Regions from separate parts of the Gossypium hirsutum genome. Here region 2 is linked to region 1. A link is a contact called in public Hi-C data. All regions are on one chromosome and are shown on one strand. The core of a region is the stretch at or near the end of the contact, and the rest is flanking DNA. Distances in the headings are between cores, read along the strand shown.

Region 1 (2,799 bases), core at 90-2,589:
GAGGTTGAGTCTCTTTTATTAACACTTCTAACACCAACGTTATAACCATGATATTATTGTCACCCTCCATCAATCACCAATGTCACAACTAGAACTCTTATATTGTTTGAGATACAATATATATGATCATATATATACATTTGTGTGTGTTTGTGCATAAATATAACCATTTTTACCTAATAACTTTTTTGATAAATGTGTTTAATTTGTCAACAATCTGTATGCATTTTGGATTGAATTGAGTAATATGAATTTCAATGTCTCTTAAATAGGGTTTTGTGTTTAAGTCTTGTGAATGGAGAAAATAACATTGAAAAAACTTTACTTTTCATTTAGAGATCCAACTTATCTCGACATCGGATTCATTTGGATAAGCAACAGTCGTTAGCATCAACCCCCCCTCCCCCATTACTACAACAATAAACTGAAATATGATAAATACATATAAAGGACTTGTCTAGTTCTAGTACAGCCAATGTTTCCTTTTGAAGCATAAAGACATCGTTTATGTAAATACTATATTCTCAAAGCTGAGAACCAAAAAAACAAGACAAAGATATGAACAAAGGAGAGGCAATGGTGACTTCAAAAGGTTATAAGAAAAGTGGGAAATGTGGCTACTTTAGGGACTTACATATGATGATGATGATGTAGGTTTTCATTATGATGTATGTGTCTTTAATTATTCATGCTAAATCAGTTCATGATCCCATCTTTGATCATTTATATCTACTTCAAAATCAAGTGTTAATATAACTGCAACTTGGTGTTCAAATTCCAACACAGGGAAAATTGCCTACTGTCTAATATGAAGGAGCCACCAATCAATGTAACCACATAACAAAATTTGAACAATGAAAAACAGCATAAACCAAAACAAGTTTGTTTCCTCATAATGCCAACTGGTAAGTGCTGTGTAAAAGAATATTTGCACATAAATTGATTACCAGAATCCTTGGAAATCAACAAAGTAAAGTTAAAGCTAAACCCCACTGATACTGAATGCTTTACTTACCGCATTTTCAAGGTAAAAATCATGTTAACTTTATAATAAAACCTGGGTAGGTGAGGAGGACCAAATTTTGAATTAAGAGTTAATAGATATTATTTTATAAAATTTTATTGGACTGAAAAGATAACTCGAAAATATATGAACCATTAATTTCTAATTTTCTTAAAAGATTTATCAACTATTCCATTATTTATTGGTGAATTGCATGATATGTATCAAACTCAGATATGTGTTTTTTAAGATTGTGACCTCCCTTTTCAATACAAACAATAACACGTCCAATATGAATGCATTATGTGAGCAGCAGCCCAATTCCAATAAGCACTCCCCTTACCACCAATTGTAAGCCCTGATGGAATCCTTGCATGACCAGCCATTTAAATGCCTCGTTGGGTCAATAATGTATTTTGAAATTTCAGTTTATTTAGGTTGAAAGGGTCGAATAAGGCTTTAAAAAAAATCAATTAATGATCAATCAAGTTCATTTAAAACCAAAAAAGGGAAGGGTTTTTTTCTGGATCAGCAGACTGCAAAAGTTGGTATTTGATGAAACCCGCTGCTACCTTCTAAAACTATTTCCATATTTGATATTACACTCATTCTGACGACATGCACGCATTTTAAGAGAGAAAGAAAACTATAGCTATCTAGGCACTGAGAAGGGTACAGCAGTACCCCATTACTAGCAGTGTTTTGGTGTTGATTTTATTTTGTAGCAGATAGAAGCCTGCACTGCATTGTCCAACGCTTGCAAAAACAAAGGCCGAAGCCGAAGTCAAAGCCGCCCCACTTGCATACAAGTCTTCTGTTGGAAAAAAAAGATTTTTTTTTAACGAAAATTACCCATAATTCTTTCTAACTTTTAACTTTACTTTTAACTTTAAATAAAAAGATAAATGTGTCTCAACATTACACTTTAATCCATATTTTCCTATACAGATAATAATATTAATATCAATTTCTGTAACCATACTTTTTTTTTTCTCCCCCTAAAATCGGTTATTATTCAGGAGAGGTGAGTTAAACAAGTTTTCGGTTTTTTAAACCCAATCCACTCATTGTATTTGTATACCCCTATGAACCTTATTCTTAATAGTTGGTCAAGCTCCATGTAAACATGGGCCTAAAGATGTGATGACCCACTAAGGATTTTCAATGGTTATGCATGTTTGAGAATCTAAAATTAAAATAATTTGATAATTTTTTCTATAAAAAAATAAAAATAATGAGTAGATAAAATTTATTTTATTTATTTTAATATTATTATATTATAAAAAAATTTAATTTAAGATTTTATTTAGAATAAAGTGAAATATTTAAAAACTAAAGATAAAATGTAGAGTATGTTTTTAAAATTTAAAATATATATTTATCAAATAATCTAATTATATTCAATAATTTATCTTAAATAATATATCAAATAAATTTAATAATTAAATTTTCAACTGTTTATTTTTTTCAATATTTAATTTTATCATGTAAAATGAATAGAATTTTTTTTTTTAAAGATGAAATCTATGAATCTATCTGTCATGTAATACCATGTTTGAACATATGCAGGCATGGCATTAAATTTCATGATATATATATCATAACAGTAGTTATTGGGAAAGGGAGTGATGATGTTCTCAAGACAGCTAATATATAGCTTAAGAGCCATTGAATGTAGTTGTGGAAGAAATAAGAATACATGTAATTCCCAATCACTTAACTGCTTTTTAAACTCTAAAATATTATAATTGAGTTTTTAAAATATGAAGATTTTTTTCTTTTATTAGCCTATAAAA
Region 2 (2,700 bases), core at 140-2,639, 140 kb before region 1:
GAAACTGTTAAAAGGCTTGAACTAACTATTTATTATTTAATATGTCATCTATTCTTATTTGACCATTATAGTTTGTCCCCCTACAATACTTAAATTTTGGATTTAGTCCTTATACTCTCATTTGGATAATTTTAGTCTCTCAATTTTTATAATGTCGTTAGTTAGTCCAAATAGTTAACACGGTTAACTGTTGACATGGATTCCCCCCCCCTAAAAGCCTCTTTCCAACTCATTGTGCTGAGAATTACAAGGACTAAATGTCAACTTTAAACATAGTAGAAGGACCTAAACCATATTTGAATTATTTTTAATATAAAATTCAAAATAATCTCATTATTATTATTTAAAAAATTTATGTGAAATATGAAGGAAAATTTTGGATTGGACGCATTGAAGATGCATGGGAGACATGCACACATAAAAAAGCAGTGGGAGTGGCCATCTTCACCCTGGTTTGGAACCTATCTTCAATTGTTGCTCGCATTTGGGCTGGTAAGCAAATTGACACAACTTCACTGTTTTGGTCTATTTGTAGTTTTTGTCCCTATACTATACTTAATTTAGCATAATTTGATCTTTCTACTACCATTAATGTTATGCCTTAGTCTAAATCGCTAATACCATTAAAAATTTCTGGTAATTGGTTTATAGGATTTTCTTTAAAAATCCAAAATTCAAAAGTCTAAATCGCTAATATATGATTTGGAATGCAGTTTTTTAATTTTAAAAAATCGAAATCAAACTTGATAAGGAATTTTGGTGAAGATGTTAATGGTTTAGATTAAGGAATAATATTAATAATGGTAAAAAATTAAATTATGTGGCTAAATCTTCAAATTTAATATAAAGACAAAAACTATAATTTCACACCACTTTTTTTTAACTAATCTCTAAAACTAACAACATAATTGAGTTGAGCTATGCTCAAATATTGGTAAGTTCGAGGTCAACGTAAAATTTGAACTTAATTTTTAATTTCAACCTCAGATCGAGCTGCTCAAATTTAAGTTTGATTAAGTTAATTTATCAATTTTCATATTTAATTTTGAGCTCGAATATGATTAAACTTATTTGTATACAAACTCGATCTTGTTCCTACTTAAGCTCTTTCTATAAAATAACGATAAACATGTAATTTTTCATAATATAAAAATATATTATAATGAAAAGATCAATTAGATTATCAATCCTTTTAAATTGAGTATTATAATGTTCGTGTTTGAGCTTGAGTTGATAATTATTATTTAAAATTGTGTAGCTTTCATGCTATTTGTGGCCTTCCGATACTATCAACAAAAAATGGTGGGCGAGGAGGATTGGGTGGAGGCTGAAACTGGGCATACCAATGGAGAATCATACCAAGCACCACCAAATCCAATGGAAAAAAGACTAAGACATGGTGTTGTTGGGCCATCTAAAATGCTACCAAATAAATTAAAGAAAAGATCCTAATATATATATATATATCACACGTCACAACATGTTTTGGACACTTTCTTCTTTGCTTCACTTCATTTTTTTGATATATAAAGTTTTATAGTGATAGTAACTTTTCTCTTTTGTTTTGGTTTAAGTTACTTTACTAGCTAACAAGTGTATGCAGGTAGGGGTTTTGGCAAATTATATTATATCCCTAAAATTAAAAAATTAAAAAATATTAATTTAATGAGATTTAAATTGTATTTTTCTTATATAAATTTACTTTTATCCATAATTCATTCCCACCTTTAAATTAGAAGACAATATATTATATCAATAAAATATCCATGTGTAAAATTTTCATATATTTGTGATATTTGGAAAACAAGATGACCTCAAAACATCTTTTATTGTAATTATCCTCATATGAGATACATTCACATAAGAAGTAATTGGAATTCAAGTTTCTGAATTTATTAGATGAATCATCAAGAAATTCAACACAAAAATGGACTACTTTGTCTCATCTGAAACAACTGTTGTTTAGTATGTCAAATGAGCTTCTGCCATGTCCCCTAAGAAATCCAAGCAAAAATATTGCTTTAAAGGTCAAATTTAGGTTTGGTCCCTCTACTATGCTCATATTTAGATTTTATACTTGTCCTTTTATTTTTTTGGTTTGACCAAGGTATCTTTTATGCCCAATTTACAATCCATGAAAACTAATCCTTTTAGGATTTACTATTGCCACTTCCAAAAGCGTCACTTTTAGAGTTTGAACCTAAGTTCATGAAATTGGAAGTGCAATGACCACAACCCCAACACTTGTTAGTATCCCTATATTTTAATTTAGCATAATTAGTACTATTTTTATAATTCCATAGATTAATCTAAGTAGTTAACAAAATTAACTATTTTAATTAATGTGAACATAAATTTTTCTTAAAACACCTTTCTCATTTATCATGCTAAAATGTTTGGTATTGGACAGATGTTTCAAAGAAAAATCTATGTTTTTAGTTAAATACTTTGGAGTAATTAATTACATCATAAAACTAGATAAAGATTAAATTTCAAATTTAAACATAAAAGGATTAAAAACAAAATTTAACCTATTTCAAATTAATATAATCATACATAGTTGACATTTATATATATGCATGCATGATTGAGATATTTACCTACTTAATTAGGCTTCTTTCATCATTCTTTTGCCCATAGTGTACTGATTAAGGTGATTGAGCTTGTCATCACAATGGTTTTCAGCATTTATCTATAAAA

The links. Hi-C and Micro-C count contacts between places; a contact is called where the count stands out from the background.
Region 2: a Hi-C map of leaf shows a contact between it and region 1, with 4 times the contacts expected there. The contact joins two enhancer-like sites. A contact is called at or near these places in 18 of 34 Hi-C or Micro-C datasets (anther, callus, fibers and 4 more).

What each region holds. Positions count from the first base shown.
Region 1 is chrA06:36,166,196-36,168,994 of Gossypium_hirsutum_v2.1, reverse strand. No RefSeq gene overlaps it. Among protein-coding and RNA genes, the nearest start is that of LOC121230621, 7.7 kb to the right of the region's middle. Within about 2 kb of position 1,339, at least 2 of the 9 cell types and tissues checked have an H3K27ac peak or open chromatin away from gene starts, as enhancers often do. A contact at or near this core is called in hypocotyl and leaf, where this site is marked.
Region 2 is chrA06:36,306,595-36,309,294 of Gossypium_hirsutum_v2.1, reverse strand. It overlaps LOC107901585 (reticulon-like protein B21), which reads left to right. Exons shown (of 9, transcript XM_016827641.2): 8 at 370-492; 9 at 1,259-1,549. The coding sequence ends at 1,452. Among protein-coding and RNA genes, the nearest start is that of LOC107901585, 14 kb to the left of the region's middle. Within about 2 kb of position 1,389, at least 4 of the 9 cell types and tissues checked have an H3K27ac peak or open chromatin away from gene starts, as enhancers often do. A contact at or near this core is called in hypocotyl and leaf, where this site is marked.